Regions from separate parts of the Gossypium arboreum genome. Here region 1 is linked to region 2. Evidence: chromatin contacts called from public Hi-C data. All regions are on one chromosome and are shown on one strand. The core of a region is the stretch at or near the end of the contact, and the rest is flanking DNA. Distances in the headings are between cores, read along the strand shown.

Evidence for each region. Hi-C and Micro-C count contacts between places; a contact is called where the count stands out from the background.
Region 1: a contact with region 2 is called in a Hi-C map of leaf, with 5 times the contacts expected there. The contact joins the promoter of LOC128281527 here to the promoter of LOC108489411 in region 2. A contact is called at or near these places in 2 of 5 Hi-C or Micro-C datasets (both in leaf).

Annotation. Positions count from the first base shown.
Region 1 is chr10:92,262,150-92,268,501 of ASM2569848v2, reverse strand. LOC128281527 reads left to right here and starts at 1,966. Exons shown (of 2, transcript XM_053019724.1): 1 at 1,966-2,308; 2 at 3,008-3,224. The coding sequence starts at 2,110. The coding sequence ends at 3,129.
Region 2 is chr10:92,071,656-92,077,659 of ASM2569848v2, reverse strand. LOC108489411 (probable methyltransferase PMT3) reads right to left here and starts at 2,119. Exons shown (of 8, transcript XM_017793948.2): 1 at 1,727-2,119; 2 at 231-669; 3 at 1-7. The coding sequence starts at 491.

The DNA.
Region 1 (6,352 bases), core at 717-3,216, 190 kb before region 2:
ATGTGAGGTTTTATAAACCATTATATTCTGAGCTTGGGTAAATTATAGTTTTTGGTCACTAAACTATAAAAATTTGTAATTTTGTCACCAACGTTTTCAATTGTTTTTGTTTTTAGTCATTTTCCGCTAAATTGTTAATATAATTATTCACGTGGTCTTTTATAATAGGCATTGTTATAGAATATGACTTGGAATTGGACCTCTAGCCGACACCCTCGTGATCTCACGAGGTAGACATGAATGTGTATTGAGGTGAGAGGTCAGCCCCTTGCAAGGAAGACATGTGCGAGGGAAGACACGTGAGTGCATATGATGATACTTAGGTGCGAATTCTATTAGACATGTATATGATACATGTTAAATAGGGTTTAGCTAGGAGGTTGATAAGGGTCTTGGACGCTTAAAATAATTTTTTTTATTTAAACTTTTAAAATTTTTTATTAATAAAGATAAAATTATATTTTAGCCCCTTAAAAATGATAAAATTTTAATTAATTTTTTAAAAATTATAAAGATATAGGCTATTAAAATGGTGAAATTGTAATTTTTTTCTATCATAAAAACTATTTAATCTGTCCCCTAACAAAATTTTCTAGCTTCTCCCTTAGTGTCAAACTTAAAGGCTGAGTTATATGTATGGCATCTAGCTATCTTCCAAACATGTCGAATCAAGGATCTGTCTTCTAAAAAAATAAAAAATCATCTCCAAGTGAGGGAGGTAGAAATAAATCGGAACAAGTATAATAGTATTTTTAGTTCTCAATATTTATATATTTTATCAATTTTGTCTTAATTCTAAATAATTCAATAAATTAAACCCAATTTGATTTCTGAACAGGTATTCATCATAAATAAGAAATATAAATATTTTAATACTAAAAATATATCGATTTGGTCAACATTTTGTGTTTCCCATATCCTCCTTCCTTTCTTCAATACAAGAATGAGGCTCTATAATAAATAATTGAAATTTTATGATTAAAATTGTTGTTTTTATATTAAAATCAACAAATTCTTCGGTACTGATTTTAAAAATGTATATTTAAATAGCAATTTAGAATTTATCAGGCTGATATGATCAAAGGAAGCAAGATTGAATAGTTAAATCACTTCCTTGAATATGTCTATACTTGCCCCCACCTGATACTTCCTCCACAGAAGTTTTGAGATGTTTTTAGTGGGTTTTGTTTACATGATAGTTTATAAATTCTAATAGAAATTAAACATAACGTGATAATTGGACCTGTCCAAAAGTGGAGTCTGGCCCGACCTGATTTGGGTTTAGGATTAAACAAAGATTTTTATACTTTTATCCGACTCAAATTTAATTTAAATAATAAAAAATATTTATAAATTAAAATTTAAGTTTAAAGGTATATAAAATAGAAAATAAAAATATATTTTTTTATTTTTTCAATAGTAAAACAGGTTTTTTAAGAGAATCAGCCAAAAAATGAGTTTGGACTTGATAAATATTTTGGAACTAAGATTCGGCTTAACCCCTAGACACCTTTAGTCATAATCATTGATTAAATATTAATAATGAAAACATGTCTTACAATTAGAGATTATTAGGGTGTGTTTGAGCACTACAAAGTAATTGGAAGATCATGAAATTCCCATCGAGGCTTGAGGACAGGCGGAAAAGGGACGAAGTTGAGTTTGTAAATTTTCTGAATCTATTTAAGTACCTTAATGTTAATTTTTCCTTATTGGATTTAATTGAAAAAAATTCCTAAGTATGCCAAGTTTTTAAAAGAAATTATGTCTAGGTATAGGAAATTAAAGAAAGGTAATACCTACTACAGTGCCATAAACACTAAGAAAATATCCCCAAAATTAAAAGATTGGGGTAGTTTTACAATTCTCATAGAGATAGGGGATATGAATTTTGGTAAGACCCTATGCAATTTAGGGGTCAGTATTGATTTAATGCCACTATCCACCGATAGAAAACTCGGATTAAGGAAGCTGGAAGTACGTCGATAACACTATGATTGGCTGATAGGTATTTGGTACACCCAAAAAGTGTAATAGAAGATGTATTGGTCAAGGTGAGGCAATTTACTGTTCCAATAGATTTTGTTGTCCTCGACTTTGCGGAAGATCATGAGATTCCCATTTGAAGTGGAAGTATTTAAATGTGGTAATCCCTCCAAGTATGAGGAATCCGAAGGTTACTTAGGGGATAACTATAATTTATTATCTTTTCGAACCACTAGCAGCCTTGATCGAAGGTATGCTTGTAGTTCCATGTGTACAGGTACTCAGGATTGTTCGAAGGAGACAGGCAAGTTGAAGGACTCAGGTATGCTTGTAGTTCAATGAGAGGACTTAATGAGCTATCAGATTAATCTGTCAGCAACACTTAATAATTTTTTATCATTGAAGTTCATTAAATTTTGTAAAATTTGGATGCTTAATTTTCGTATTTTTGAACTCATTTTAGTTATTATGTAGGAGTAAGATATAGTAGGAGGCGAAGTATGTTTTTCATTGAGGTTATTCTATTAATATGAGTAGGTAAAAATTGAATATCTGTTAGTCCGTCACCCTGAGAAATGTAAACTTTTCAAAAACAGAGCTTGTGTTGGGGCATTGGGCCAGCAATGTCGCAACATTGTACTTCAAATTAAATTATGATTTTTCAGGGGAAATGTCGAGACATCGAACTCCAGTATCGCGGTTCAAAACAAAACCTGGAATTTCCAGGTATGAATCTCACGACAATGAGAATTGGTGTCGCGACATCAAGTCAGGTTCTACAACAAAAAACTGACCCAGTGATGCAACCCAACACTTAAACCCTAAAACCCATCGGTTTCTAAGCCAAAAACCTAGCTATAAAATATACTTAACCTTATTTAGCCCTTTAAAACATATTTTTAACTTGTAAACTCTCCCAAAACCCTCTCCCCAACGATTTTCCGTTGTGACTGTTGCCATTGTTTTTGTTTTTCTGCTGTAATTTCTTTTTGTTCTTGCTTTGTTTCTTCTCCTTTTGCAGGTACTAAAGCATTCAAGTTCCACAACAACGATCTTTCAGCATTCTCAAAGATATCGACAAACAATGTTAACGGTTCCAAACTTTATTTGTTAATATTTTTGGGATTGTTGTTAGATTTTTAGGTTAAGATTGCTTGGTTAGAAATTCGGTTGAATTGAGTATTTGGAAACATTTTAATATGGCATCAAATAAATCTGAGAAAAACTAAAAGCACAAAGCAATCAGTGGATTTCGATTACGAATGTCCTGCACATCAAGACGTTGAAAAATATTTTCTCAAAATCCAAGGTAAAACTTTTATACAAGAAAAGAGTTTTAACTCTATCAATAAGTTATATAAATTAACTCAATATCATTGATAGGGGCGAGCAAAACTCGATTCGATTAAAAAAAATTAAATTTCGAATTAATCGAATCAAGTTTTTCGATTTATTCGAGTCAACTCAAATAAGTAATTTAAGTTTTGAGTTCAAATCGAGTTAAATTTTAAAATTCGAATAACTCAAATAATTTGAATAAAATATTGGTGTAAATACCTTTTTTGGTCCATGTCAAGTATAAAAATAAACAAATTTGTCTCTCTAAAATTACAAAATAATTCAAAATAATTTTTAAAATTTAAAATAATTTTTAAAATTTAAAATATTTATAAAGATTCCAAATTTTACATTTTTAAAAAATTATAAAATTTCTAAAACAATATATAAAGAAAGTTTAAAAAATTAAAAATTTCTAGGATAATAACTTTGGAGACCTAAATAAGTTAAGTAATGATTCAAGTTTATCATATTAAAATATATTTTTTATTTTGCTTTGAAAAAGTTTTTAAATATATACGATTTCAAATTTATGTGCATTAACATGAAATTAATTATATTGTAACAAGATTTTAATTTGACATATTTAATTTTTAATTTAACTCGAATAATTTCACTCGATTCGGCTCAACTCAAATTTCATTTCACTTGACTCGATTCAAAAAAAATTCAAATCGAGTTAAGATGATAAAATAGGACTTGTCAACTTGATTAACTCAAAAACTTTTCACTCGATTCAATCAAACACTCACCCTTAATCACGGATGAACTGATTTTTGCTTAACCCCTAAAGAACCGACTGTCACCCCAGAAGTAAAGAGTTTTATTCTTGACTAAAATATAGAGAAAATTACCGGGAGACATCCATACACATGTGACGTTTAGGGGTAAAGAAGTCCTTGTCACTCCCAAGAAAATTTGCAAATATTATAAATTCCATATCAACTGGACGATTTTTTTTAAACTCTTGATTTAAATTTTTATACAAACATTGGTATGGACAATGTAATAAATTATTTGACTGAAGGGAGAGGCGAGTGGAAACATCAGCCCCATAATGTATCTCCCACTTTTGCTTAACTAGGCAATCATGTTTCCAATTGCAAAAATGTGGATTCAAATTTTATGTACTCGGATTTCTCCTGCTCTGAACGTATCTAATGTAAATGCTTTTCGAGTTGTGTTGCTTTATGTTATTTTGTAGAGAAAACATGCATGTATAGGGATGTGGATTTACCAATCCATGATCAATTGCATAAGTGGCTTGAAGGCTGGGATATTCTTCCCACATTTTGTGATGGCTCTGTGCAAGAAAGCCAAGGTTCCAATGCCTACTACTGACTGTCGCCAAACTTGTGAATTGGAAATACTGCAACAAAAAAAAAAAAAAGAAATTAAAACAATGGTATCTGTAAGTGTAACAACCCATTTTTAATAAAATCGAAACAGGGGTTTTGGGACCACAGATCCGAGTCCAGAAAGAAAAATTATTTTAATACTATTTTATGATTTACAGTATGATAATAATATTGTTTGAAAATTTTGTAAAAAAATTTATCGATTACATGTTTAATTTGATAAAGGACCAAATTGTACAAAGTGCAAAAGTTGAGTTCTAATAGCTAAAGGGATTAAATAGCTATAGAACTTTAAATTGGAGGTCCTTATATAGTAATTAGACCATTAATGAAAAGTTAGTAGATATTTTTGGATGATTCATCCATAAAAAATTAAAAAAAGGCTAATGACTAAATTGGAAATAAAAAAAGGTAATAAATTAATTAAATAACAAAATATCATCATTTATCATCATCTTTCCCAAATATTTTGCATGGAAACCCTAGGAAAGAGAAAGCAAGCTTTCTTGGCCAAATTAGATACAGATAGACCAAATTCGGAGTTAAAACGACGAAAAGAGAAAAAAAAGTCGGATTAGTAAATTTTACTTACACGAACATTTGTCGAGGTAAGTTCGTGTAACTAAATTGTATATATTTATATGCTTGAATTAAATGTTGTGTGTATGTGAATTGTATCAATATTATATATATGACATTGAATGTAACACCCCAAACTCGGCCTAAACGTTATGGCCGAATCTGATGATGTCAAAAGGAATGGGTTTTGAAAACATAGTCGTCACGATAAAGCCCTTTAGTTATCAATTTCTTATTTACTTAGAATCATCATCAAATCGTTGTTTACTTAGTTAATTTGCCTTAAAAACGTATTTTACAACGGAAGCTTACAAAAAATCATTTAATTCTAAAACTCAGTTTGTCTTTGAAATCGTGAATTCATAAAGTATTTTGTCATGGCATGCAATTAATGAATAGACCAAAACTACAGTTATACATCATAACGTCTAAAGAGTCCCAAAAATTACAAACTCCCAAGATATAACCCAAAATATAAAATAAATCCATGAATCGAAAACTTAAACGGTTTTATGAAGGGGTGGTCACTGTTGAGTCCCTGCTGCATTGATCCGCCTAAGACTGTGGGTTACCTGTACAGAATAAACAAAAAAGCGTGAGTTTACGTAAACTCAGTGTGTAACCCACACAGATTAAGCATGCAATAACAGTAGAATCATATACTCAGTCAGACACAGACACAAATTCGGGCTTAAGCCCATTATGGATGCAGATATAGATACAGATACAGATACAGATTAGGGCCTAAGCCCATCTCAGATACAGATACAGATGTACAAATCAGAATCAGAAATCAAATATCCTACCCCCATCCTCTACATATCATTTCCGACCATCCCTACACACCATGTGGGGTTTAAAAACACCCACCCAGCCTTACACACCATGTTGTGCCGATGCGGCACATAACAGATATAATGCAGTTGTGCTGCCAAATAATAGGCATAACTACCTTTCAGAACACTTCCTCCAATATACATCATCCCACCCCAATCACAGTAACAGAACATACATATAAAATTAACAGATAAATCATACTTAACATGCTTTTATAAATAGATAACCGATAAACAAACATAGGCATGCTTATT
Region 2 (6,004 bases), core at 870-3,369:
CACAAACCTTTAAAGTCATAAGCAGAGATATTATAAGACAAGGCAACTAACCAAGGGAAGAACTACAGGGAATTACAAGCTGAACAGTAAGGTACTAACTATAAAACTAATTACAAGCTGAACAGTAAGTTACTAACTATAAAACTAACTGCAAAGGAAAAGGACAAAAGGACGGAGACCTGAGGGGTGCAAAGGTGCCTAGAAATGAGTCAGCATAAAAAGAAACTTACAGGGAAAGTTTTTGGTACGATGTCTTCTCCTTCATCCTGTCCGAATTTTGTTGAAGATTCATATTGCTTCCCATCAGTGTCATCATCTCCACCCAAGTAAGATGATCCAAGTTTTCTCAAAGATTTGCTGCCATATCCTAGATCTGCAGCACCACGGCTTGACGATCCATAATATACATAAAGAAAACCAAGAAAGATCGCCACAGCACAGAGAGAGGCGATTAATCGCTTCTTTTGGCCTCCATCAGGTCTTCCCCTCATCCTTCCTTAGGAATACGATTCTTCACAACAGTTTCCACTTGTGCTCTATATCGTCACAAAACAGATCTCCTTATCCTAGTCGATCTCACGTCAAACTTTATATCCAAAATAGAACTCTTTTGTTGCTAGCATTAGTTTATTCAGTAGAATGACTAACACTGAAGAAAACTTATCAAACCTGTAAACAGACAAGTAAAGAAACAATCAGGTAACTCTTTTCAGCATGTGAGTTAAACACACAAGTTGCTTAAGTTACTTCTTCTAAGATACTTTTAGAATAAAAAAACTGAAACTCAAGTTTAAAAGATCATATTACTATTACTTCAAATAATCAATTAATCGATAAAAGATGATGAAAGAGAGTAAGAGCAAAGCCAGCCACCAATGAACAAAGCAAGCTGAATTGAACATTGAACTAGAAAATTAAATATAACACCAAAAATAGCAAGTGAACCCACTTATTAAACAACTAAGAAGCCCCAAAAGCCTCAACCTATACTATCTTCAAATCTGTCCAGCTCAAAATGGTGAATTTAATAATATAAATGAAACACTCAACATGTCAACCCCTTTTGTCTAATGACACTAAGGCACTTAACTGTTCCGGTGAAACAGCATCAATCTATAACCTTTAACTCATAACATGGTCTTGCAGAAGGTTCAACAATAAAGTTCAAAAGCAAGTACGAAACTTGTTTAACAACTCAGATCCATATTAATAGTCAAAATCTAGGATAAAAACTTATATTACATAAAACAAAAGGAAACGAGTATGCTAAAAGATGCTAACTGCCGACACTTGTAACCAGTTGATTGACAACCAAGCAATGAAAAAGATTGATCCATGAAAAGATACTAAAAGCATGAAACCAATGCCTTTTTTTTTCACTGAATTGAAACAATTGGAATCATGAAAACGACAGCTACTTAGTAACTCTAATGAAATAGAGCAACAGATCTGATTCAAAAACTCAACTCAAATCCAAACTTTAGCATTAAGAAAAAAAAAAACTAAACCAAATTAAACCATCAAGAATCAAACTTTGATTCCAAAGAAAACAAAAACAGTAACATTTGATAGTAAAGATAAGAAATCAAGATTGACCCATTAAAACTACCACAAAAACAAGCAGAACATATAAGTCAGATCTCCATAAAAGAAACGAAAACAAAATTTCAGTGAAAACCCATCAATGCTCACAAAGAAAACAAGCTTAAAAGGATCAAAGCCTTACTGGGTTTCAATCAATAAAACGAAGGGAGCAAGAAAGTGGAGTTGAGATCTAAGAAAAAGATACTATAAGTTATCTCCCTAAATGAAAGAACCAAAAACAAAAAAAGAAAAAGGGAGAAAAAAATGGGGAGAGGGAATTTAGACCTCGAAGAATCTAGTTGTATTTTTTTTTTCTTTTCCCTAATGCTATTTTCAGAGAGGAGGGGCTATTTTTAGAGAGGTAGTGTATGTATGAACTACAGCCCGGGAGATAAAAGAGAGAGAAACAGTGTTACGTTCCAAGGTTGGTGTTCAAAGGATCTATGTTTGGATCTATGATTTGTACGAAATGCAAATTTCTTTTTAAATTGATTAATGTTAGTGTCGGCTGTCGTGTTTGGAAATCATAAAAATCAGAAGTAAATTTTGGTCTCTTTCATGTTTTCTAATTAAGTTATTTGAGTTTATTTAACTTCAGAATTTAAAACTATAACTATTTATTGTAAAAATTTCTAATACTCTAAATAAAATTTTTAGAATTTAGTCAAAAACAATTATATTGATACAATTTATTAAATAAATTATTAAAAAATTTAAAATTAATTCAACCCTTTTCTTAGCATGATTTAATCGATTAGTCTGATGACTCTTTTGGCCGGTTTTGGTCCAGTTCAAATAACGATGGGTTTAAGTCTCTATGCACTTCGTACATTTGAGAGTATTTAGCCTCTATTTTATTTTCAAAATTTAATCCTTATATTTTTAAATTTAAAAGTTCACTTTTAATTATATATAACCATGTACCATTTTAATTTAAAAGTTAATATATTAGTTATTTAAACTAATTAATAAGATTATAAAAATATAAAACCAAATTATATTAGGAATTAAAGTATAAGGATTAAAACTCAAATTTAAACATAGTAGAAAGACCAAAAAAAAGTTAACCATTTATTTATAATGCAAAAAAAAAGATCTATATCCACGTGTCATCATAAAATTATGTGTTACCGAAAGATTAAGATGTAAAAATTTAAGTATTGAATTTAAATTATAAAATTTGTTTGATATATTACTTAAAATTAAGTACTAAATTTAAATTGTTTGTTAAATAATAATTTCAAACTTTTAAAGGTAAAATGTTTAAAGGTTAATGTTAAAAGTATAAAAAATTTTAAAAATTCCAAATTAGATAAGTAGCTCTCTATTTATTTATTATTTTCAACCTTTTTCATTAAAAATTCTATGATTTGTTTATATAAATTTTCATCTTATTTAAATTTTTTATGACTTATCAAATAAAGCCTTATATAGATTTTAATCTAAACTCAAAACTCATATTAACTATCAAATATGAGAAACTCTAAAACCCAAAAAAAAATTAAAAGAAAATCAAAAGTAAATAAAATGATATTATTATTTGCAATAAAAATTATTTTATTTGAGTTTCTAAAAATGTTTGTTTTTCTAATAATAAAACTAATCAGAAATTCTAAAATATTAAAATGCATAGAGTCAAGAATTATGTAAGAAATAAAATTATAAAAATTGATATAATAATAAATGAGACTTTAAAATGGTAAAATAAAAATGTTTAAAATTATAAGGTTTTAATTAAAAATTTTGTGTTTTTCTATTTTTCTATAACATCTAAAGTAATATAATTTAATTTGTAAAACAATGGTATTTTAATCATTATCTAATTTGTTGCTACAAGAAATCAATAAGAAATGAGGAAAGGAGGAAAATGTGGTAGGGAATTTAGAACAATTCACCTTATAAGGCGAAGAGTTATAAGAGGAGGAGATGAGAGAGAGGAGCAATGGAGAGATCTCATGGCTGAAGAGTAAGTTAAGAAATGGGTATGATGGCTAAAGAGTGGAAAAAGAGTGGAAAAGAGGAAGAACCCCAAAAAAGAAGCCCCGTTACCTTAATCCTAAAAATTATATATACAATCAACCTTCTTCATAACAGCTCTATTTGTCTATCCAGATTTTGTCTATTATAGAGAGGTGACTATAGTACACTTATAATAGCATGATGTTATAGATAGATAATGGTTCGTGAATTTTCATCAAATAAAGAAAGTGAGAATTATATTCAAAAAAGAAAGTGATAATCAAATTAACAAAATTAAAAGATGTATGCATATATTAATGTTTTATGCATATTTTATTTTACATTTTTCACATGAGTAATTATAAAGTTCATAAATCTAACAAGTTCAATTAATCAACATAAGTTATCAAATTAAATTAATTAATTTATCATGAGCTACTAAATTCAAGTAATCAATTTATACGCTTATGATGTTCCAAATTCATAGTAGAATTGATATCTTTACTTTAACTTATTGAAGATTATTTTCATTTAATAAAATATAGTTAATAAATTTCATGTGAAATATAATCATTTTATTGATGTAATATTTTAATTAAGATCATTTTCATTTAATAAACAATAATTAATAGGCTTGCTTATATGAAATAACTATAATTTTACTTAAAAATTTAGATTATACGTTGTTATTGATAATTAATTTAATAAGGTATGTACTTCATAACTATAAATGTTGTTGTTATAAATGAAAACTATTATAAAGAGTTAAAATAAAACATTAAAATCGATTCTTCTAGAAACTTAATTGTTATAGCGAAATATTGTTATAATAGGTGGCTGTTATAGAGAGAGTTGACTATATATAGTGATCCTTGGTGGGACCCACATCATGATAACCATTGCCCCCTAGTCGAAAGGAATATTATAAAGTGACCTTGTGTGAGACAAAAATCTACTTGCATTTCTTTTTACAAAAACTATGTTGAATTGCAAGTATTTGGAATTATGTCAGCATCGTAGGCATCGCAACCGTTCATAAGTATTTAAATTGTGCTAATGCTGAAGGTAAAGCAACTATTCAAAATTAAGCTTGCCTCGAAGGCAATACCAACCATTCAGGATTATGCAGATGTAACAAGGTAAGCTACCATCCAATAAATGAACCCTCAGTAGAAAGGTACCTTTAGGAGTTGTGCTGTGATGGGTACCATTAGGAGTAGTACCGTGGATGGGAACCATTAGGAGTTATACCATGAAGGATACTAGTAAGAGTTATACCGTAGAAAGATACCTTTAAGAGTTGTATCGTGGATGAGTACCATAGGAGTCGTACCATGGAGGGGTACCATTAGGAGCCATACCATGGATGATACCTTTAAGAGTTGTGTAATGGATGGGTGCCATTAGGAGTTGTACCGTAGATGCATACCTTTAGGAGTCATACCGTGGATGGGTACCTATACGAACCATGCCATGGATGGATACCATTATGGGTCATACCATAGATAGGTACCTTTAGGAGTCGTGTCGTAGACGGATACAACTAGGAGTTGTACCATGGAGGGGAACCATTAGGAGTTTTATTGTGGATGGCTACTATTAGGAGTCATGTTGTGGATGGTACCGTTAGGAGTCGTACCATGGATAGGTACCTTTCAGAGTTGTATCGTGGATGGATACCATTAGGAGTTGTATCGTGGATGGGTACTATAACACCCCTCACTTGACCTTGATCTCTGGGTCTAAATTATGGAGTGCCACATTCGTTTTCGGAGCAATTATAGTCAAATATGCAGTATATAATAATTCACACATACAATGAAGTGTTAATCACATTCAATTCATGTTAAACAATCAATTCTGAGTCTTAATCGAGCTTACGGAAGCTCTTTTGTCAACTCAAGCACGAATTATGACCAAATTGAAAAGTTCTAAAAATTCAGGATCAAATCGTGACATCATCTCTCTCTGGTTGGATGACGCACCCCTCATTTGACCAAATTGCAAAGTTTTAAAAATTCAGGATCAATATCATGACGTCATCTCTCTTTCGTTGGATATCACACTCCTCACTTAACCAAATTGCAAATTTTTAAAAATTCAAGATCAATATCGTGACGTCATCTCTCTTTCGTTGTCGCACTCCTCATTTGGTCCGATCATCGAGTTAAAGTTATGGAGTGCCACATTCGTTACCGGAGCAACTACAGTCAAACACGTAGTATATAATCATTCATACATGTAATTAAGCATTAATCACATTCAATTTATGTTAAACAATCAATTTTGAGTCTTAATCAAGCTTACAAAAGCTTTTTTGTCAACTCAAGCACGAATTAGGACCAAATTGAAAAGTTTTAAAATTTCACGACTGATGTCGTGACTCCATCTTTTCACATCATGACATTTCCAAAATAGGAAGTTACATCTTGAACTCATGCCATTTAACGTCATGACGTCA